Linked DNA regions of Mus musculus: region 1 is linked to region 2. The links are chromatin contacts, called in public HiChIP or PLAC-seq maps. All regions are on one chromosome and are shown on one strand. The core of a region is the stretch at or near the end of the contact, and the rest is flanking DNA. Distances in the headings are between cores, read along the strand shown.

Evidence for each region. HiChIP or PLAC-seq counts read pairs in DNA pulled down with a chosen protein or histone mark.
Region 1: a CTCF HiChIP or PLAC-seq map of the NIH/3T3 cell line shows a contact between it and region 2, with 30 read pairs. The contact joins two enhancer-like sites. A contact is called at or near these places in 2 of 15 datasets of contacts at CTCF or cohesin (both in the NIH/3T3 cell line), 14 of 484 Hi-C or Micro-C datasets (the 3T3-L1 cell line, the C2C12 cell line, Th1 cells and 5 more), 5 of 115 datasets of contacts at active chromatin or transcription factors (the NIH/3T3 cell line, embryonic fibroblasts, fibro-adipogenic progenitors and 2 more) and 1 of 9 other capture datasets (embryonic stem cells).

What each region holds. Positions count from the first base shown.
Region 1 is chr2:27,856,422-27,860,508 of GRCm38.p6, reverse strand. No RefSeq gene overlaps it. Among named protein-coding and RNA genes, the nearest start is that of Gm39777, 20 kb to the right of the region's middle. Within about 2 kb of position 1,783, at least 111 of the 459 cell types and tissues checked have an H3K27ac peak or open chromatin away from gene starts, as enhancers often do. A contact at or near this core is called in the C2C12 cell line, the NIH/3T3 cell line, embryonic fibroblasts and 4 more, where this site is marked.
Region 2 is chr2:27,772,125-27,776,416 of GRCm38.p6, reverse strand. No RefSeq gene overlaps it. Among named protein-coding and RNA genes, the nearest start is that of Gm39777, 64 kb to the left of the region's middle. Within about 2 kb of position 1,791, at least 91 of the 459 cell types and tissues checked have an H3K27ac peak or open chromatin away from gene starts, as enhancers often do. A contact at or near this core is called in the C2C12 cell line, the NIH/3T3 cell line, embryonic fibroblasts and 4 more, where this site is marked.

The DNA of each region.
Region 1 (4,087 bases), core at 534-3,033, 84 kb before region 2:
AAGGCAGTGAGGCTGTCACATGGCAAAGGCAGAGACCCTCTGTCCCTAACACGTTTATGAAAAGACAATTGAGGGCATCAGAGAATGTTATTTTCACCTGGTATGGACATGGTGTCCTCAGCCACCACCCCTGAGTCTCTGTGTGTGTCTCCTTTCTGCTCTTCCCCCACCCAGACAACAGCACAAGCTGACTTGGAGCCCTAGCAGTGTGTCAGATCCTGGGGAAGCCTGTGTTCGGGGTGTTGTAGAATAGACCCTGCCTTCTCTCTGGAAACATCAGAAGGTTTGACACCCGGGACTCAGTCTAGGCTGGAGTATATCACTCAGACCCACGGACTACATCCCTTGGAAGCTGGAGACCCCTTCCTATGGAAAATGTGTGTCATGGAGGCTTCAGACTGCTCCATCCAGAAAGCCAGTAAACAAGCTGGCAATATCCCTTGGTTGGAAAACCAGCAGGCTAATGACAATCACAGACTCCATGGAATAACCAGGCTAGGAGCCACAGACAGAGTAGTCTCAGCTCTTCCAGGGCCTCATGTTCTCTGCACTTTCCCTCAGAGCCCATCCTGTGAGGACCTGCCAGAGCGGATTCCACCATGCCAGCATGCTGCCTGCGAGCGAAAGCATAACGTGCACACATGGTCATGATGGAGTATGCAGACTGATGGTCGGCTGTGCACCCACGTACAGTGTCCTCCAGCTAGTCGAATAGCTCACCTGCACAGAGACCCTTCACCTCAAAGCCAGGACAGGCCTGCTCTGCTTACCCACCAGCAGTGTGAGAGGTTGGGGCCACAGGCAAAGAAGGACTGGAAGGCCACTTGTTGCTGTGACTTCATTTGGTAAGAGCGGGTTTGGGGACAGAAGAGTTTACATTTCCTTCCTTGCACTGGGACAGAGGAGAGAACTGGAAGACACCTGTAGAGCAGGCCTGTCATGGGGGAGATGGGAAGACATCACTGGGCTTATGCCCCAGGCTTCATCTGGAATCAGAGAAGCTGGTCCCTTCCTGGGAAGAAAAGGATGGCAGGTTCCATGGCCATAATTAAACCTTGCACCCCCCAAGATTTCAGCAGGAGCTCAGTACCAACAGAGACTCCCCAAGTAAGGGCCTAGCCCACCTCTGCCTGTAGATAGAGAAACTGAGGAATGCACACAGGCTCCATTTCTGTGCAGGCAGAGCTCAGACTAATGTGAGCCAAGCACCAGGATGGCTACAGTCTGCAGCATTGAGAATAAACTCAGAGAGGAAGAGGGGTGGCCTTTGAAGGGCATCTGAAGACATCTCTGAAGAGATGGATTGGGGTGCTGTAAGGCTGCAGGAAGCAGTGGCAACAGGGTTTCCCTCTGTCTCCTCTCATGGCCAATTTCTGTCCCACCCTCTGGATGCTCATTCCCCTGCCTTGGGAGATCAGGAGGGAACTGGACATGGCTTTCCCGTACCCCCCTCCCTGCCCCCGGGCAACCAGATCTCTCTCCCTACTCTGAGGGCAGTTACAGAGTAGCCACTGCTTTCAGACAGGCCCTTGGTATAGCTGGCTGCAATGGCGACCCAGGGTAGGTTTTAGGAGGACTCCCAGAGCCCCTCTGATCAGTTGGCTCACTGTGGCTCCTCTTGGTCCTAGCACTGTCTGCTTTGTATGTCTGGCCCTCACACCAGAGCCCTGAGCCCAGATCCAGGCATTGCAATTGCTTGTGCAATGCCTAAGCCTGGGAAACTGGGGCCCAGGCAGGGAGGGGTAGAAGCTTCCCCAGAGAATGTTTTCAGGCTGAGTCAGAGCAGGTGGGGGGCTGGCATTGCACATGTGGCCACAGCAGCAGCAGGGGAGGAGGCTCAGGTCCCTCCCCACCAGAGGGGGCCCAGGGAGGGCAGGCAGGGCCTGATTGAATCAGAGGACATAGAAGATGAAGAAAGTTCCATCTTGTTCTAAGAGCCCGGCTCCGCTGGAGCAACGGGGAGACTGTTGAGCAGCAGCGGCTTCCTGCCAGCGAGGCATCTTGCTGGATCTGCCCTGAGGAGCAGATAAAAATAGCCCATTTCAGACTGTGAGTCGTTCACAGGAGAGGGCAGCCTGCGATCAAGGGGTCATGGCACAGCGTTGCCTTGTTGTTCGCTAAACCAGTGACTGCCCATGGCTATTCTACCATAGGTCTGCTCTGCTGGGGGGGAGGGGTGGCTGATGATGGATGATCCGGGACTCCAGAACTCACAAATGCCTCTTCTAGTTTGATACCCTAGTGACTATACTGATATTCTGGCAAAAATGACCAGTTCATACCAGAAGACACCAGGTTAGACACTGTTACTATCCAGAGTCCTTTATTCCTTGTCCCAAAAAATTCCAAAAAGGAGTCTGTTTGTGCTAGGCCTGAGGTTCCTCTGCATAGTGTTGGCGGGTCCTAGGCTGAGTGCTCACAAGGATGTGATGAGGGGCTGCACAGAACCACACACTCCAGAAAGGGTTGGGACTTTTAGGAAGCAGCAGGGGGTGGGGAGCAGCAAGGTGGGGGTGGGGGGCGGCTTCACTGTGGTTTCTGCAGGAAGGGCCAAGGGAGGCTTCCCTGTGGCTGATAACTAGAGGATGCTGAGCTGTAGGAGGGGTGTCCCAGAAAGTATCACCTGGAGAGTGGTTGTGGTTGTTCTCTGGGGAAGGTAGGTGGGGCTATAGAGCCTTGGTGATTGGCATGTGTCTTAGAAGGTGTGTTCACAGGCAAGCCGCCCCTGGCTGTCTTCAGGAATTAGCCTCTTGGGATATCAGAATCCTTGAAACATCTAAGCATCAGAAAACAGAATGTGGCAAATGTGACTGGTAGGAGGGTGAGCTTTGCCCTGCACATCTCTGGTCCCCTCAGAATTGTCACATAGCTGGCTCTTTGGGTCCCTATTAGGTTCTGAGACCTCCTCCCCTTCCGAAGACCTTCTTGAGAAGGTTCAGCAATGCCTCTCCTCTGGGTTGTTCTCTGCTGTCACCGACACCCTCCCTGGTAATCTCTTGGTGACACAGGCAATGGATTCCCATCCCCTTCATATACATTCCTCAGCACAGCTCCCAGGGTTCACCTGACAGCTCTCCCTGGCCCTAGACGCCTATTACCTGTGTCTTTCTTGTGTGGAAGGACCCCTTACCCACTCTCCACCCAAGCTCTCAAGGAGCCAAGTTGCAACATCACAGAGTTTGTGTACTCTCAGCTTAGAGTCAGGGGTGGCAGACCTCCTCTCCCCACCCCACAGGGAGGGAGTTCAGCAGCTCACATCGCCTCTGACTTCTGGTTTGTCAGTTGTTTTTAATTTGAGCCATGTTGGCTCATTGTGTCCTTGTGGCTTATTTCATTTGGTTTAAAATGTTTATTGAGGTGAAGTTCGATCTCATAAATGACCTGTTTTAAGCGATCTATCCCACGGCAGTTACTACATTCCCAGTCTGTACAGCCACCGCTTGCTAGGTTGCTTTTCTGTTTCTCTGAGGAAATGCCTCCACAAAGCAGATCCTGGAGGCAGGCCTTTCAGAGGGATGGAGCCCATCCTGGCAGGCGTCAGGTGCAGGAAGCCGGCCCTGCCGCTCTCATTTCATCCACATACAGGAAGCAGTGAGAGAAAAGCTTCCTTTTCTCCCTGAGTTCAGGGTCCCATCTGTAGAAGAGCGGGGCCACTTTTAAAGCATGTCTTCACACTCGACTTAGTCTAGAAAATACCTCCCTGACGACACAGGCTTGGAGCCTTGTGATGCTGGATCCTGTCAGGTTGGCATTCAGTATTAAACATCACATCCAAAAGTTGTTTCCTGAGGCTCCTACTCCAATGCCACGCTCCAGTTACAGTGTGAGTGAATTGTGGATTTGTCAGAAGTCTGATTGCAGTGCTCTGGGTTCAAGTCCTCTCGGGTCCATCTGTCGTTGATGTCCACTTCCCCTCGAGAGTCTCTGGTTTGATCATGGCGAGACTTCTGATGAACTGTATTCTCCAGTGACAATGAAGTGTGGTTTATCAGTCTTTTGCTCTCTGACAGCCTGATCTGTGTCCTGGTGAGGACATATGTCCCTCCAACCTCATCAACACTGTCACACTGCCCAGGGGAAGCTGCAC
Region 2 (4,292 bases), core at 542-3,041:
AGCATCACCCTACGTACATGTGCAGTTAACCCTGGGAGACACAGAGGTCTTCCAGCACACCAGAGAAATCTTACTGACCACTCAGGAACCCCCGCAGAGACCTAATGGGGACACAAGGCAGATAGGTGCCTCCCACAAAAATGGGCAACCAGGGGAAGGACTTCATTGGGGAATTTTTCAGAGCAGTTGCTCCCCGTGTCCAGCAGTCGCATCAGGCAGCAGACATCACTTCCCAGCCTCAGGAGAACAAACACAACTGCCTAAGGCCTACCAGCCCTTCCCTTTCCTTGAGCAGGTCACAAGAGACAACTTCAGCCAGGTTAATCTTCTTGTATGCCTGTCTAAGATGGCCACCATGTCGCCTGCCCAGGAGGCTCTATCAGACAGGGACCAGAACAGAGGCTCCAAGGAGAAGCCCTCGCTGAGACACGACTAGGCCCAAGTCCAGCTGTCTGCCACAGAGTGATGCTCTGGCTTCAGCTCAGGCCGACTGAAAGTCCCACAAAGGTGGTCAGCCCCACTAGTGGTGAACAACAGTATTGCTCAACCCCAGGGCCCCCAAAGGCAGCGGGAGGGGTCAGTTCAGGAGCCCACAGCTATTTCCACAGGGGGAAAAAAATGTCTTCAGGCCTCCCAGGGGCTCACATCCCAGCTGTGACTCAGGGATCCCTGCTGCCAGATGGCTTCTTGTCAGATTGCTTGGGCCCTGGCTCCTGTCAAAGCGAGGGCTTCTCTAAGCAGGGCCCTAAGGTCAGCTACATAGCCTTTAGGACCTAGGCCTCTCTTCCTGGCAGAGGCCCAGCCAACCTAAGTCCAGTGACAAATGATATGACCTGAGCTCCCCACCTATAAAGTGTACCTTCAAGCTGTGGGATGGCTCACAGGACCCTAAGAAGCCACAGGTTTGTTCAACCCGGTAGAGCTGTAGGGCCTGAGCCCTGCAGGGCTGGGTCCCCAAGCACAGCCTTCCACAGACACTCACACTGTTTCCCTGTGCAGCGGGCAGCAGGCAGCTCCATCAGATTTAATTTTATGCCACATTTTCAAAACCAATATGAGGCTGTTTTGTCAGACCTATGTCTGTACCATGTACAAAGACGGCAACACGTATGTCCCGCACGTCCTCACGAGCGGCAAGCCTTTCCAACCTAGAGGAGCCTGACTGCAATGGCAGAAAGTGCACAGGCCTAGCAGGGAGGCTGTGGACCCCTCCTGGAGGGCTGGACCTATTGCATGTACCAGTGTCCCTGGAGACCCTGAAATCTTTGCAATACCTCCTCGTACAACAAAGACCACAGGGGCAAGGCACCTACCTAGCTCAGGATTGTTCTGGCTCAGGAGGGACAGAAGGATGGTCCGAGCTGCATTCCTCCCCATAGTACACAGCGAGTGGCCAAGATCGAGGACACCATGAGAGGCACTGACAGCCAGCCCTATAAAACCACAGGAAGCATCGAAAAGTTGCCGGAGCTGGAGGACACCGAAAGAAGGACACCCTGATGGCCATGTCCCTTGTCAGGCCCTGGGGGGTGATGGAGGGATGACAGAGCTTGCTGGAGAAAAGGCCAGGGTGCCTCTCTCCATGGAGCTAGCAATGTAAGCATGGGATGAAGCTCTGTGCTCAGCCTCCTGTCACATGGAAGGCCTGGATGGGAGAGCCCGGTTATTCCCTAGAGAGACCCTGGACTATGCACTTCCGGGGAAACCCATCCGCCATCCCACTCCAAGCAGGGCTAGGAGGGAGCTTGGGATGTATCTCATGTTCTGTGTCACCAAACCATGGCGAGCTTCATAGTTTCCCACTGACGTCAGCGGCGTGGTCTGAAGCGGCTGCAAAAGCCTCGGCAGCATAATTGCAGCTGTCTCCGCAAAGCGAAGTCAGATGGTTTTTCCGACCTCCAGCCCCCGCTCCTCCCCAGGCCTCTCTCCTTTTTATTATGTTCCTTGGGCCCCATCCAGATGTTCCCTGCAACAACAACCCTCCAAAAATTTACAAAGAGGGAGCGAGAGTGAGCAGCTTCCTGCCGGCTGGGGTGGAAGTAGCGACGTGGCAGTGTGGGGGCAGCCACGTCTACAGGCCTGGCGGGCGGGGGAGTGGCCATACTCAAAGAATCAGGCACATCAGACACCCTTCAAAGTCCATGTCTTCTTCACCCCATGCCTAGGATCCTGAGGACATGGCTGAGGGGCTGAGGGGTTCACACTGCCTCTGGCTCAGATGGGGAGGCCTCAGCCAGACTGTGGCTGAGTAGAGACCAAGGCACTGTGGTCGAGATCAGGCCCACGTTCAGACTGACCTGGCATCGGGCCAACTACACATGTAGCTAGGGTCTCCATGCTATGAAGGCGGTGGCTAGAGCTTTCATTGAGATCAGTCTTCGTCTGAGCTGGCAGCTGGGTTCACCTCACCTGGATGAGACCACCTGGAGACAGACACAGTCCCTGGTCAGGTAGACACTGGAGCAGAGGAAAGAGGGGATGGACTCTACAGCTTTGCAGGACAATCATCAGAGGCTCCAAAGCAAGCAAGGGCCACACAGGGCCACACAGGAGCACACAGGGACAGGCATCCCTTACTGAAGAGCTATGCCCAAGGCTCAGGGCTGGACCTGGAACTACTAGGCCACAGGCACTATGGGAGAGCTGTCCACAGGGGCACATGCTATGTTCCACCATTCCTGGATGTCAAGGAAGCCTTTCTGGGAGCAGTGGCCAGCTTCTACTGCCCCACAAAACACTAAGCCTCAATGCTATCTTAAGAGATGCTGGCCCTACCCAGTATATTCCTGCCCTGGAGTGCTGACCCAAGTAGTCAGAGAGAGAGGGAGTTGAGGCCATCAAGGGGTCAGCAAGCTAGGAAAGGAATCAATAAACTGTAAGGCAAGACCTATGAGCCCCAGGCTATTACAGAATGACCCACGACACCTCCCTGTCTCCTGCCCTCCCAACCACTCAACTGAAATGCTAGTCCTGAAGCTTTGGGTCTCCAAGGCCACCTCAGATCCAGGGATGTGTTGAGAGCCTTGGAGCTCCCGGCAGCTCTCCTAACGCTTGGGGCTTGCTTAGGGACAGGATGCATGCAGACACCAGCAGAGAGGACAGAGCCCAGGAGAAGCCAGGCCTATACTGTCACAGGTTCCCATCCAGAGAAGGCGTGTTGTCTGCACGGTCTCCTGAATGTGTGTGAGTGAGCCAGGTGAGCCTATGGGGCCTCCACACTGGGGAGGGGGTTGTTACTGGAAGTGGGCTGCCTGAGCACCATGTAAGAAAATTGCGGTCTCAGCTCTGCTGAGATCAAGTGACCTAGCATGGCTCAAGGCCCCACCATAAATCACACTGTCAGCAAGGACCACTGAGGTGACCCGAGACGGTCAGGCAAACACAGACACTGTCAGGCCAGACTCTCCAAGTGGGCTGAGGTCAGAGGTCACCTACCAGGAGTTGGGTCAGAGCCATGCCTTTGGAAACTGTGCAGGGTGTGGCCAAACCAAGCCTGCCAGGTTAACCCTTGACTAGATAGTCTCCCCAGGGCAAGGTGGGCAGGGAGGCCATCACCTTATCTCCTGTGAGCCCTGTGGGGGCAGCAGGAGAGACAGATGGTAAAACCTGGAGAAAATTTGACCTTCTGTAGGAGGAAGGTAGGGTTGTCATGACAGAGGCCATCACATGCCCAGGGCCCAAGACCACCTAGGACAAAACCTAGATCCAACTGGTCTCCCACTGCACACTCCTCCCACCCCCAGGAAGCTTCCAGGATCCAAGGCTGGCATGGCTGCAATAGGTGTGGCCCCTCCTGAGAAGGACCACAATTTCTTTCCTTCCCTTAAGAAGGTCTTAGACTTGTGTTACCATATCTGTGGGGTCTCACTTGTTCCCTCCTGGGACCCCCAGGCAGGTGGGGATGGGCCACCTCAGCCCCGGAAGGAGGCAAGCAGTGCTCCTCCCAACTGAGGGAGCGCTATTATGGAGGAGGGCTCCATTAGGTACCAACACTTGCCTGGTTCCTGCTGGGGAGCCAGCCCCACAAGAAGAGGGCATTGAACCAACAGCAAGAGGGATTTCAGTTAGACTTGAGGAAGATTGTCAGAGCAGAAACCTCCTTACAGACGGGTTCCAGGAATTCCCTCTGTGTCTGAGCCACATGGGAAAAGTTTCTGGAAGCTTCCCAAGCATAACACAGTGGTTGAGCGCAGCCTTGGTGATCTCAGAAACGCTTAGGAAACAGTAGTTGGACCCAGTTAGAAGAGCCACAGCCCCCTCCAAAGTGCAGAAAGGAAGGACTGGACCTTCTC